2 separate regions of the Sus scrofa genome follow, and region 2 is linked to region 1. A link is a contact called in public HiChIP or PLAC-seq data. All regions are on one chromosome and are shown on one strand. Each heading gives the region's core, a stretch centred on a gene start, on an enhancer-like site or on the middle of the called end of the contact. The rest is flanking DNA. Distances are from core to core; before and after follow the strand shown. Region 1 overlaps LOC100510918 (a long non-coding RNA gene). Region 2 holds the start of KLF3 (Kruppel like factor 3).

Evidence for each region. HiChIP or PLAC-seq counts read pairs in DNA pulled down with a chosen protein or histone mark.
Region 2: a contact with region 1 is called in an H3K27ac HiChIP or PLAC-seq map of alveolar macrophages. The contact joins the promoter of KLF3 here to the enhancer-like site in region 1. A contact is called at or near these places in 1 of 5 promoter capture datasets (fetal liver), 5 of 47 Hi-C or Micro-C datasets (brain, epiblast stem cells, fetal liver and 2 more) and 2 of 2 datasets of contacts at active chromatin or transcription factors (alveolar macrophages and skeletal muscle).

Annotation. Positions count from the first base shown.
Region 1 is chr8:29,935,551-29,942,032 of Sscrofa11.1, reverse strand. The region is part of intron 2 of LOC100510918 (a long non-coding RNA gene); the gene reads left to right. Among named protein-coding and RNA genes, the nearest start is that of KLF3, 86 kb to the left of the region's middle. Within about 2 kb of position 2,427, at least 17 of the 83 cell types and tissues checked have an H3K27ac peak or open chromatin away from gene starts, as enhancers often do. A contact at or near this core is called in alveolar macrophages and fetal liver, where this site is marked.
Region 2 is chr8:30,021,491-30,027,972 of Sscrofa11.1, reverse strand. KLF3 (Kruppel like factor 3) reads right to left here and starts at 2,995. Exons shown (of 6, transcript NM_001134352.2): 1 at 2,702-2,995. It overlaps LOC100510918 (a long non-coding RNA gene), which reads left to right and starts at 2,544. Exons shown (of 3, transcript NR_045041.1): 1 at 2,544-3,018.

The sequences.
Region 1 (6,482 bases), core at 1,178-3,677:
GAAATTTAGGTGCAAAAGACCATCAGCCTCTGCCACTCTTGCCTTCCTCCCTTGTCTTTGAAAAACAACCCCCAAATCCCTGGTTTACTCAGACTCTCTTGAAGACATGGTTCAGGCGTCCCAGCGTTCTATCCTCAATAGGCTCTTTGTTGTTTTTTCTGCATTTCTTTCCCCCTTTCCTCCTTTCCCTCCTACCCATCTCTACTCCTCAATCTCCATCCCCACTTTTTTCTTAGGATGCAGCTTTGCCATGAACACAGACCATGGTTTCAGGAAGGCTTTTTGTAAGAATGTCTTATACTTACAAAAAATAAGTCAACTCTTGCAGACATGATGAAGGGGGCCTTTGGACAGAGACTCCCAGCTGATTTTTGCTACAATACCTGGGGAATTATTTTTTTGGCTTCAAGAGGATAATATTTTAAGTTGTTATATGTTTGCTGATCTTGGGGAGATTGCTGGCACCATCAGCATGCACAGGAAGCTTGGGTTCTTGGCCCAGTCAGCTTAAGAGTCTAAATATTTGGAGGATGAATACTTGAAAATGCATTTAAACATTTAAGATGTTTTATTTGTTTTTCCAGTAAGTCTCACTGCTAGTGCGATACAGTTCTGCAGCAGGACTCTTATCTGCTGGAGGCATGAACCTCCTGGACAAGTCCAGGCTCGGGCCCCACCTTAGGCCTTCATGCATAGCCAGTGACATGCATGTCTATTGGCTAACATCCACACCCGTGAAGTGGGTTATTATTACAATCACTCACCTTCAACCCCTGTGTTCTAAAGGGTCTAAAGGGAGTGAGGGTCTGACCTAATTCTGTACTGAAACCAGGAATGGAACTTACACACACACACACACTCCATTTTCCAAACCAGATGCTACAATATTCCCCTTCTTTTGTCAGTGCTGCTTCATTATTATTATTTCCAGCTTTCAGCGCTACACTGATGAGCATTTGTGGTCAGATTTTTCTCTCGCGCCTAGCAGGCAACATACCTTTGGGCTGGTATGTGCTTTGGGGATTCAAACTAATGTGACCACGTTAGGTTATGTAAAATGTAACTAGGAAAGCAAATGTGCTGTGAAAGCAAGCCTATGTGTTTCTCGAACTCAGAACCAATTACAAGCAATTGGGGGTTTTTCCATGTGCTTTAGACCCACAGAGAGACTCCAGGACCTCAGTTTTAATAATAATATCAACTATTTGCCTATCACAATGCAACGATCTCGATAATTGCCAAATATCTACTTTGCTACGCTGGTGAGTTCCAAACGCTCATCGTGTCCGTGGAATGGGAGCGAGTGTCAGCTTCGTTTCTGAAATTGGAAGCAGAAAGCGCTGGGGAGGGCGGGGCGGGGTGGGGTGCATGGGTGTGCACCCAGCCTGGTAATCGCCATGGTTAAGGTGTCTCAGACAACACGATAATAACCCTCTCGATAGCACTGGGGATGTGTAGCCACAATAAAAATCATATTAAAGTGGGCACCATGCCCAGACTATCAGCCTCAGATAAACAAAATTGTAAGAGAAGCATTTCAAGAGGGAACTAACTTAGGAATCAAAGAAGTTAAAACAGGCCAGAGAGGGGCTCGCTTGAGGAGGCAATGCTTTCACCTCCTGGAAAAAGCCGTGCTCAACCTAATTAAAATGCCCAATCTAATTAAACATCTAACCATAATCCCCCGGGTGACCCCTCACTCCACCCCTTCCCATTGTGAAGAGGCTAATAGGGCCGCTTAGCTGAAACATGATGGAGCAGGCGTCTATGTGAGCACACACATGTGTAATCCCTGGCCTACTGAGCTGGAGCAAAGATGCTAGTGAGCTGTGCAGTGACGGTGGTGTCTCACTCAGCAGTGATGCAGGGCATGGATTAGTGCAGAGTGGCCATCTGCTGTTGAGGAGGGTGTAGAATCTGTTCCACGGTGGCAGACAACTCCCCAGTGCTGGCCAGCTGGCTCAGAGAGGACAAAGTTGGACAGGCTAAGCCATCTCCCAGCAACTCTCTGGGGAATAACTCCAGGGCCTCTGCCTTAGGCGCCTGTGTCTGCCCCTGTCTTCTTCATGCGTCCACATACATCACAGAGCTGATGTGACACAATATACTTCAGAACATGAAGAAGAGGGAAGGAGAACATGCCACTATAAAGGCTTAAAGTTACTGGTCTTGAGCATGTGACTTGGAGTTTCCTGGTAGCCTGGGCAAAAAGAGGAAATCTGATAAATCATAGAACTCACATTATCTGGGAAAAGAAGTCAGTCAGTTTCTTAGGAAATAAAGGTTTTCTTAACCACAGTTGTAACATCTGTTTTTTTCACATTTGACTTGATAGAGAGGAGAAACTGAATTTCTCAGGGTGTACATTACGAAATGTCAAACGGCCAGAGTGCTTGGCCTGTTGACGGGCAAAGGAGCAGAACACGGATCCCCCAGTGACTAATGAGAAATAGGGAGCGCTCAGCAGTTCCCTAGTAAGATCATGGTTTGTACCTTTGCCTCTCTGCAGATCTGTATTTTCTAAAATTTCCGCCGTGAACGTGCCTGATGTTGTCATGCAAATGTGCTAGCTTGATCCATTCCTCCCCACTTCCTTCCCTGGCCGTGTATTTAGAGGGCCTTGACCCCTCCAGGCTGACGTTCTCAGGCTCCCTGTCAGCAGGGCTCTGAACTGGGTTTGACCCCCGGATGCTCTGGTGGCCGTTTGGAGAACAGGAGGGAGGGAGAAGTCTGAGTGTTTCTCCCTCCCTTGGTACTGGCATGGTACCTCTGGCAGCTGCGGCCTCTCTTCCTTGTCTCCAGCTCTCACAGGAAACCTGCCATAGTTCCCACTTCCTCTGGGTAATCCCAGGCCCAGGGCTTGGGTAGCATCACCTCCTCCCTTTGTCCCTCCAGCCTGGGAGTGGCAGCAACATCCTGCCGTGGCTAGTCTCTAGATTGCCTCACCATCCCTTGTTTAGCTTTTAAGTTTCTTTCATCTCAGTGCATTAAACTTCCTCTGTTTCAAATATTCAGCGTGGTTTCTGTCTTCCTGGTTGGGCCCTGACACAAAGAAACAAAAATGTATTGGAAACAAAAATGAATGGAGCAAACAAATTTAGAGCCTATTGCATTAGGAGTGGGTAAGCGATGAGATCCTGTTTATATAGTTCCCTACAGCACAGGGAACTCTATCTCCTCACTAGTGATGGAACATGATAGAGGATAATGTGAGAAAAATAATATGTGTATATATGTATGACCAGGTCCCTTTGCTGTACAGCACAAATTGACAGAATATTTAAATCAACTATAATGGAAAAAATTAAAATCATATAACAAAACTGAGAGGGACGTGAGTTGGAGACATAATCGAAGAAGCGAAAGCTCATGGCTACACACCCAAAGGCACATCCAGCCTTGGTGCTCACTGGTTGGAAAGGACTTCCGGGCACAGAACGGCTTTTTTAGGCACATTCACACTCAAAAATAACAATTTTAGTTAGAACGATCAGCTCCAGCAGTGAAGAATAATGACACGTAAGAGATAGAGAAAAACAAACAAACGAAACGCCATAGGATTTAGAGTCCTAAGTCATGAATTCAAGTCCTGGCTCGTGGCAGACACTGAGGTTCACTCTGCAGCCTCCATTCCATTCCTTCCATGTGCCATAGCAGCTGTGGGGTTTGGAGGAGAATGATCCAGCCTCCCACTTCTGGCTTGTGTCTTTATTTTTATTTATTTATTTTTTTAGGGCTGCACCTGTGGCATATGGAAGTTGCCAGGCTAAAGGTCGAATTGGAGCTCTAGCTGGCAGCCTATACCACAGCCACGGCAACCTGGGATCCGAGCCTCATCTGTGACCTACACCACAGCTCACGGCAACGAGGGATCCTTAACCCACTGAGTGAGGCCAGGGATCGAACCTGTGTCCTCTTGGATACTAGTCAGATTTGTTTCCTCTGAGCCATGCAGGGAACTCCTGGGTTGTGTCCTTGACTGCCATGGTCATTGGTTCAGGTACCCCAGGCCTGGGCCAATAGTACATGGCATTCCCCTGGCCACTGTCTTGATTAAAAACTAAGCCTGGGTCTCCTGTTTGATGAATGGAGAAAGAAAAGTCCTTTCTCCTTCTAGAGAGTATGGTGGGCTCTGAAACTGTTTCAGCATTTTGCTACTAAATGGAAAAAGAGTCTGAAAATAAAGCTGACACCAAAAGAAGGGTCGATCCAAGACAATCAAAATAAAAGAGATGGATTTCTGATCAAACTGTGCCTGAAGCCCGCCATATCATGGGACTTTTTCTGTTACAGAGTTTCTGTATTCTATTTACTATTTAGTACATTTTGATTTGGATTTTCTGTTAGTTGCAACCAAAAACATGCTAGTTGAGATATAGAAAAGTTGTCTTATTTGCTGTGTGTCCTTGGGCCATTCAGTGAATTTTTCTGATCCTCAGTTTCCTCATCTATAAAATGGAACTATCAGGGCAATTCACCTTAAGGAACTTCTGTGAGGATCAAATAAGGTCATAATGGAAGCTACTTCGCAAATTGTAAGCAGTTATTTGAATCCTCTTATCACACATATAATTTATTTCTATTGTTCATGCACTTTAGCACCTATCCTACATATAAAGAATTAATTTTGGAGTTCCAGTAGTGGCTCAGTGGTTAATGAACCCGACTAGTATCCATGAGGACGTGGGTTCAATTCCTGGCCTTGCTCAGTGGCTTAAGGATGCAGCATTGCCTTGAACTGTGGTGTAGGTCGCAGACACGGCTCAGATCCCACCTTGCTGTGGCTGTGGTGTAGACCAGCAGCTGTAGCTCCGATTGGACCCCTAGCCTGGGAACCTTCATATGCCATGAGTGTGGCCTTAAAAAGCCCCCCCCAAAAGAATTAATTTGATCAAGCACAAAGTTCTATAATACCTACTTCATTGCTATTTTGTGAATGTCCATTAAGATTAATCAGCAATAACTATTATTTTAATCTGTGCAACTCTACATAATTTACTTTTGCAGTTCCAGGTAACTTAGGTAATCTTTAAAGGATGTACCTGAAAAGTCTCAGCCAGGTGGACATGAATGGCATGTCCATGCATAATTCTCTCGTAAAATGTGTGGTTTTCTGGAGCAGCTCGTGAAGGTGGGTGTGTGACATTCCTTTCAATGTGTGAAAGTTCAGGCACGTCCAAAAAGGACCAGCTGGTCAGTTCTGCCCTTGCATTTTCTTGGAGTTGCTGCCTGAGGTCGTTGGTAACCTTAGAGAGTGGTTTAGGCATGAACCCTTAAAAGGGCTGCAAAACTAAGACCCCCCCGGGGGAAACAACACCTAGTGTTTAGATTTTTGTAATAACAAAATATTAAGGGTAATTAACTTATCAAGCCTAATTAGATACGGTGTCTAACATTTAGAGCAATAAAAATCAAAGCACAAAAGAAGTATGCTTTATCTATGTGTTTCTTCCAACGACTGACTGAGTGTCTTAGGACTGGACCTGGTATGGCCTTGCTGACTGTGGCAGGTCAGGGCAGACAGAAACTGACTGGGACTAAGAACCTGACCCTCCCACGGGGCTGGGACAAGCCCAGAGGACAGGAGCAGCAAGTTCAGCCTTGATTTGTCTTGCTAAGCACTGGAGTTTTTGTTGTTGTTATTGGTTTGTTTTGCTTTTCAGGGCTGCATCTGCAGCATATGGAAGTTCCTAGGCTAAGGGGTCATCTAGGAGCTGCCGCTGCTGCTGGTCTACGCCACAGCCACAGCAACTGGGGATCCAAGCTGCATCTGCGACCTTCACCACCACTCATGGCAATGCCAGATCCCCGACCCACTGAGGGAGGCCAGAGATCATAAGCCGCTGAGCCATGAGGGGAACTCCTCACTAAGCGCTGCTGATTCTACCTCCTAACCGACCTCCCATCTCCCCCTTCTCTGTCTGCCTTTCCATGGAGCTGGGTCAGGTCTTTAATACATTTTCCCCGGGCTGTCTCTCTGCCCCCAGCCTCAACCTCCTTGCATTGCCCTCAGCCTGCTTTTATTCATCCTCCACCTGCTCTAAGAGCCATCTTTTAAAATTACACTCTGCTGTCCCACCCCCTTCCTGCCTTAAAACGTTTCGCTGGCTCCCTGTGGCTGACCCCATAACGCCAAGAGCCCTTAGCCTGGCACAACATTGCGGGATCTGACTCCTTTTAACAACCAGTCCAGCTTCTCCCCCGGTTCCCTTTCCCGCCCTCCCCAAGCTCCTTCCAAATGCATTCAGAGACCCAGGACATAGCTCTTCAAGGCCGGTGGTTACCACAGTCTGATGGTCATAAAAATGACTAGAGCTTGTTTAAAATACAAATTCCTGGAGTTCCTGTTGTGGCTCAGTGGTAACAAATCCAACTAGTATCCACAAGGACACGGGTTTGATTCCTGGCCCCGCTCAGTGGTTTAAGGATCTGGCATTGTTGTGAACTGCAGGGGGTGTGGGTTGCAGATGCGCCTCCGATCC
Region 2 (6,482 bases), core at 1,746-4,245, 85 kb before region 1:
GGGGGGTGGAGGTGTTTGTTCTATGGGTGTGAATAATCACACCAGCTTTATACAGGGGACCTGCCCTATTTACAAATAGGAGCTTCCACATACAGTAAACATAAGTGAACATGTGATTTTATCATAGTCAAGCAGCAGAGACCTTCCTAATTAACACCAGCCTCCTGCCAATTTTTCTTTTCTTTCTCCCCCATCCCAATGGTTGGTCTTCAGCCACCAGCGAGAAATTCTGGGTTAGGGTAAAGACGACTGTTCAGCCTCAGAGCATCAAGAGGCAAATGAAGAGAGAACACTGCTGCTGAGAATTCAGATGACACTGGGGTCACCCCACACAACTGAAGCGGGACCAACTCTACAGAACTAAATTCTAAGACAAAAGGTGTGGAACATCTAGAGTCACCCTAAATTTCCACTATCTCCCTCAAGTGCAGACAGCTGCACATCTGTTCTCCATGTACACACGTCTACAGAAATCCACCTTATGAGAATGTGATTCTGTTCCTGATATTTCATTTAATCCAAAATTATTATGCAATCTGTACAATAGACTATCAACATTTATAAGACATCTTAAAAGGTCTACTTTCCTTTAGATATTTTTAAGGTAGCAAAATCCACTCATTGTCCTTTTCCCACTATTTCTCTTTTATTGTGTTAGCCAGAACTGCTGAACTCAGGTTTCCATTAGCAAGAGATTTAAGAATCTGTGTATAAACACTAACTACAGGTAAAAAAAAAAAAAAAAAAAAAAAAAAAAAAAAAAAAAAAAAAGAAAGAAAGAAAGAAAGAAAGAAAGAAAAAAAAAGGCATCACTGTGTCCATAGCAACCAGAAGACTGGGTTTTAATTTAGAAACTTTGCAGTGAAAAAAAACAATAGCTTTATCCAAAGCTATGTTGCCATGTTTTACATGTAACAAGGTTCTGTGGTCTAAGCAGCTACTTTTCTTTGTTATTCTCACTTTAGGATTTTTATACTTGCACTCTCATGACTTCATGCAAGCAGAATGCTTCTTGAAGACTATCTTCACTGAACTCACCCACAGTACATTAGACTGTTTTCTTCTAACAGTTCTGCAGCTAACCCCACAGACTGTAGAAATTGAGATATCAGCTTCTCTAGGGAGCTTAAATTAATCAAACATCTCATTTCAGGATTCTGTTAACAGAATAAGGTCAACTCCCATACTCCATGCTTGGAGCCAGGAAAAAACTCTTTCAACCACTCTTTGTTTTAAAAATACTATGAACTCACAAAATTTTGGAGCTGTTAATGTTATCAGATTGGGTTTTCCCTAAAAGCAAGCCTTCTCCTGTGCTAGGTGGATCACTCATGGATTTCTCAACAAAAATACTCCACAAATGCATACATAAAGCACTCAGAAAAAGACAGCACAAAATTGTTCTGTAGAATAACCTGTAAGGAACAACTACCCTATGCCCCCAATTAATTTTGCTTAATAATTAGAGATACTAAATTAAAATGAAGTCATAATACCACTCCATACTTTTCTCCATATACCAGACTCTTGTGAGAATCAATATATTTAGTGTCTTGGGTGACATTAATGGAAAGATGTATTCTGAGTTTGTAAAATGTTTATTTTAGTGAAATACAAGAAGGTGAGCAATTACCAGTTTCCGTTTAACCTGACTTAGAAAAATAAAAGTCCCATGCGCATATTCTTTATCTAATATTTTTGTATACTGCTGTAAAATTTAAAGCAGAATCGAGTGTTCCCTTTTATCTGCCAAAGAAGTCGTTATGACAATTCCAGGTATTGTCTGCCATCTCCAAGAAAGCCCTTCCGAGAAAGGCTAGGTCCCAAAGGTTCGGGTCCAGAGGTCCGTCCCTCGGTCCCCACCGGATCGGGTCCCTAACGCTGCAGGCAGTTGCCTAAGGCGTTCTCCGCCTCCAGCCACGCTGCAATCCTCGCTCCAGACACTGCGGCAGGTTCTCTCCGTGCCCCGGAGGAGGTCTCTCCAAACCTGGCCAGCTCTTTCTCCTGCCCCCGGGGATCCAGACGCCCTGGCAGCTCCCGGGCTCCAGGACCGAGAATGCGATGCTGCCTCCACTCTCAATCGCCCCAAGTTTCTTCCCAGAGGGCCTGCTCCAAGTTTGCTCCCGCCGCTGGTGAGCGGCAGCGCGCCCCGTCGGCAGAGGGGGGCGGCGGGGGGCGCAGGCGGAGGGCGGGGAGGGGGAGGGCGCGCGGTGGGGGGGGGACCAGATGGGGGAGAAGGGGGAGGAGCAGGAGCGCGCGGCCTCTGTGCTACCTTTTTCCAAACAACGTTGCCACACGCGGAGAGCACTGAGATTTCTGGGGCTTAGGAGGGAATCGCGAGAGAGCGCGCGGGCGGCGGTCGGGGGACCACACAGGTGAGCCCCCGCCCGCGCCCTATCCGGGGCCGCGGCGGGCGCCACCGGCCTCGCTCCCCGCACCCGCCGATCCGCACGGTGGCTCTCCTCAATCCCACACTTTCCACTGCTTCACCGGGGGCCCCTCCGCCTCGCCTCCTCTACCCCACCCCCGGCTGCGAGGAGCTGTTGCACTTTCCCAAGCCCACGGGAGCCCCCACCTCCGCGCTGCACCCCCAGCCCATTCACCGCGCCCCCCTCCCCCCAAAAAAAGGAAACCAGACGAGCCGAAAACAGGGGCAGCGGGAGTCGGGGCGAGAAGGAAAGGTGAGGGAGAGGGGACTTACTTTTCGAGGCGCGGTGCTGAGCGCTGCAGGCGAGAAATAAAGGCCCAGACCTGGGCTCCCTGGAGCCCCGCGGATGCAGTGGTGTCAGCGCTCCAGTCCTGGCGGCGTTGGCTCTGGCGGCCGCAGGGGACCGGGACGGGGACTGGCGCGCGTGCGGCGGGCGCGGCACAGCTCGGCGGGCGCTCGCGCTGCGCTCCGGCTCGGGCCCCGGCTCCGCGCGGCTCCGCTCCTGGCTCCCCTCTGGCTCCTGGCACCAACTCCGGGCAGTCACATGACGCCGGCGCCGCTCGCTCTGCGAGCCTCCCGGGGCTGGCGGGGTAAGTAGAGGCTGGGACCCGGGGTGGGAGGGTCAGGGAGGGGAGAGGGAGCCGCTGCGGCCGCCCGGGCTGGGCGGGTCCCCACCCACTTGGGTGGAGGCAGCCGCCGGAGGGGTCGGCGGAGTCACTCGCGCAAACACGCACCCCGCCCTGCGCCCTTCCCCCGCCACCCCCTCCTCCTGCGCCGCCTCCGCCCCGCCCCGCCCAGTCACCCGGGGACGGCCTGACAGACACTCATTATTCCCCGGAGCCGGGCGCCGCCCCGCCGGCCCAACCTGTCCCGCGAGGCGCGGCGCGGCCGTGGGGCTGGGCGTACGCGGCGCGGCCCCCGCCCCAGAGCCCCCGCCCCCCGCCCCGGAGCCCCCGCCTGGGAGTCCCCGCCCGCACCCCCTCCCGTCGCCCTCCGCCCCGGAGCCCGCGGCCCCGCCCGGCCTGGACCCGCCGCCGCGCCGCCGCCCGAGCCCGGGGGGAAGGAAGGGCGGCACTGGCCGCTCCGGGCGTCACAGGGCTGCAGCCCGCTGCGCCGCTTCCAAAACACACAGGCGGGCTCGCGGGCGAGCCGAGGCGGGAGACCCGGGCCGGCCGGGGCCATCAATCAGCCAGCTCCGGCGGGAAGGGCGGCCCCGGGCGCGGCGGGAAGGGCTGGGCCCCGCGGCCAGCGCGGCCCCTCCTGGGCCCAGCGCACACAACTCTCTTAAAGAAAAAGCTGAAAAAGGCACCGCTGGGGAAGCGGCGGGTGGGCCGGGGCGGCGTCGGGAGAGAAAGAGCGGCGCGGAAAGGGAGGGCAGCTGGGGGACTGCAACCCTAAAATGGTCCCGCGTTTCCAAGGTCATTCGCCATCCTCTAGAGCGCTTTCTTTGTGCCTTGGGGCTCGGAGGCCCCCGTGTTGTCTTCCCCACGGGGGTGCGGCCCGGCTGGTGGTGCACCGCCTACCGGGACTTTTCTTTGAAGGCCGGGATAACGCCCCCCCCCCCCACCCCACCGCGAACAAACTTCCCACGGGCCGGGCCTGCAGCTGGAGCGAAAAGGCGGCCGGACGCAGCGGCATTTGCTCAGCCGGGCCTGTCGGAAAACTTGGCAAACTTGGGTCCGGATCCTCCTGCCCGGAGGGAGAACTCGGGGCGAGCTGAGGGCTTGGCGCGGCGGCCTTTCCTTTGGTGTCGCGTCCCCGGGACTGAGCACAAGCGTCCCCGGGGCGGGTGGCGCCGGGCTGGGCGGGGGGGGGGGGGGGCTTCACTGGAGCCTGGCGGCGGCGGAAACTCACTTTCTGTGCAAACCGGGCTCCTGGGAGGACTTTGTAGAGCTTGGTACCAGATTTAATGCTTTTTGAGTTTCTTTTTAAACAGTTTTAATGTAAGAATGCAATAAAAAGAACAAAGGACAAATTGGTTCAATTGTTTTCGTCCTGTGTAATGTTTAAAAACGCCCCTGCTGCAGTCTGTGGCTTGTTATTGCTTCAAGATGTTTTAAAGACTCTTCAAGTTCACCATTCTCACTTTGATGCTTCATCCAGGCATGGGGCCACTTAAAACGTAGAGATACAGTGTATTCGGATACACAGTATTATAAAATTAGTATGGGTAACCTCACTAACCTAAGTGAAATTGCTTATTGTAAAAAATGCATATACTTAAAAGCCCACGTGGAGAACACCCAGAACTGACACTGGTTCCTTCATATGCCATCATGCTGTCCCATAAGATTAATGTTTAAAATGTAAAAGAATGAGGGTTTCGTTTGTTTGTTTCAGCAGAAGATAAGCGTAAGGGGAAAAGTTGGATTTGTGTCCTTTACTAATTTGCTGTTCATTGATCACTGACGTCATTAAATGTCTGATTGCATGCCTTAGATTTGCATTAGCTAGAAAGAAATATTAGCGGAGTTTCTGTTGTGGCTCAGCGGGTTAAGGACCTAATGCTGTATTTGTGAGGATTTGGGTTCAATCCCTGGCTTTGCTCATTGGGTTAAGGATCTGGCAGACGCAGTTCTGATCCAATGGCACTGTGGCATAGGCAGGCAGCAGTAGCTCCAATTCGAGCCCTGGCCAGACTTGAATTACATATGTATGCTGTGGCCAAAAAATGAAAAAAGAAAAATTTAGTGATGACTGATGGACATGTTTTTGCATTTCAGTGCCTGGTTCATAGTAGGGCTTCAAAAAATACAGTCTTCGCTCCGGGGACACAAAGTGGTGAAAACCTGAAGCCCATAGACCATGTTTTTTATGTTGCCCATGTGAGTGTGGACCCAAAGGCAAAGAGGGAAGTACATCTGTCTGAAAAAAGTGACTCAAGATAAGGAGAGAGTGATCCTAATATGAAAGATGCGGGAGGGAGGAGAAAAGTCATCAAAAATTTTCCTTAATGAACACATTGTGTTCTGTGCCCTGCGCGAGGCAGCTCAAACATAACTTGTACAAAAATGAATCCACCCAGTAAAGGACACCACCATTCCTCCAGATGCCTGAACCCTACCAGTCCCTAGAGGTCGTCCGGAACTCCTCCCCCTCCTCGCTGGTCACAGCCCTGTCATTCACTGAATGTTGGACCTCCTTCAGTCATTCCTCACTCCTTGGCCACTACCCTGGTCCAGCCTCTGGCCACCATGTCTTCCTAGTGTGGCTGAAGTGTGGGTAAGGGGTTGGAACAAAGGATAGGCATGCCTTTTTTCTAAAATGCAGACCTAAACATGTCCAACCCTTCAATGGCTCCTTGCAGGATAAAGTGCACGCGTTGACCTGGCCTCCACCTATCATTACAGACCCATCTCTCCCTCTTCGCCCTTCCCGCTCGTCTCTCCAGCAACCTGTGCTTCTTTCTCTCCTTTGCTTTCCTCCAGCTCATCTCCCCACCTCTGGCCCTTAACACATGCTCATTTCTGTAGGTGGACTAGCCTCCCCACCTGCCCCCCCCCACTCCTGATTTCCACTCTCATGTCCCTAAATTCTTTACATGTTGATTTTACTGATATTTTCAACAAAATTTCTCTTCTCTTGCCACCATCCCTCACCCCACCTTTGGACTAGTGGAGGTACTCCTTCTTGGCTCTCTGAAGGGACTCGGGTGTCACCTCTTCTAACACTTTTTATTCTTTCTTGTAATTGACTGTTTAGCTCTCTATGGCACTGAAATAGAAACTCTGTGAGGCCCTGGACCTTGTCTTTTTAGCAAAATCATATTGCTATAGCCTAGGCTGTTCAGTGAATGTTTGCAACATGAATACATGTGAGCTATGAATTGAGAAGAAGTCATTGAGGCTAAAAGTCATTCAGGGTGGGAAATGGCCAAGAACCGTACCTTTGAAAGAGTTTTTAAGCAATAGAGGGAGATGGTGCAAATGGTGTCTAGGTCTTCTTTTTTTTTTCTTCTTTTAACATTAGTACAGTGCCTGGCACAAGCTTAGGTGCTGGATAAATCCATAAATCCTGGGTCAATGAAATATCTGAAGCTTGATCCCGAAGTAGT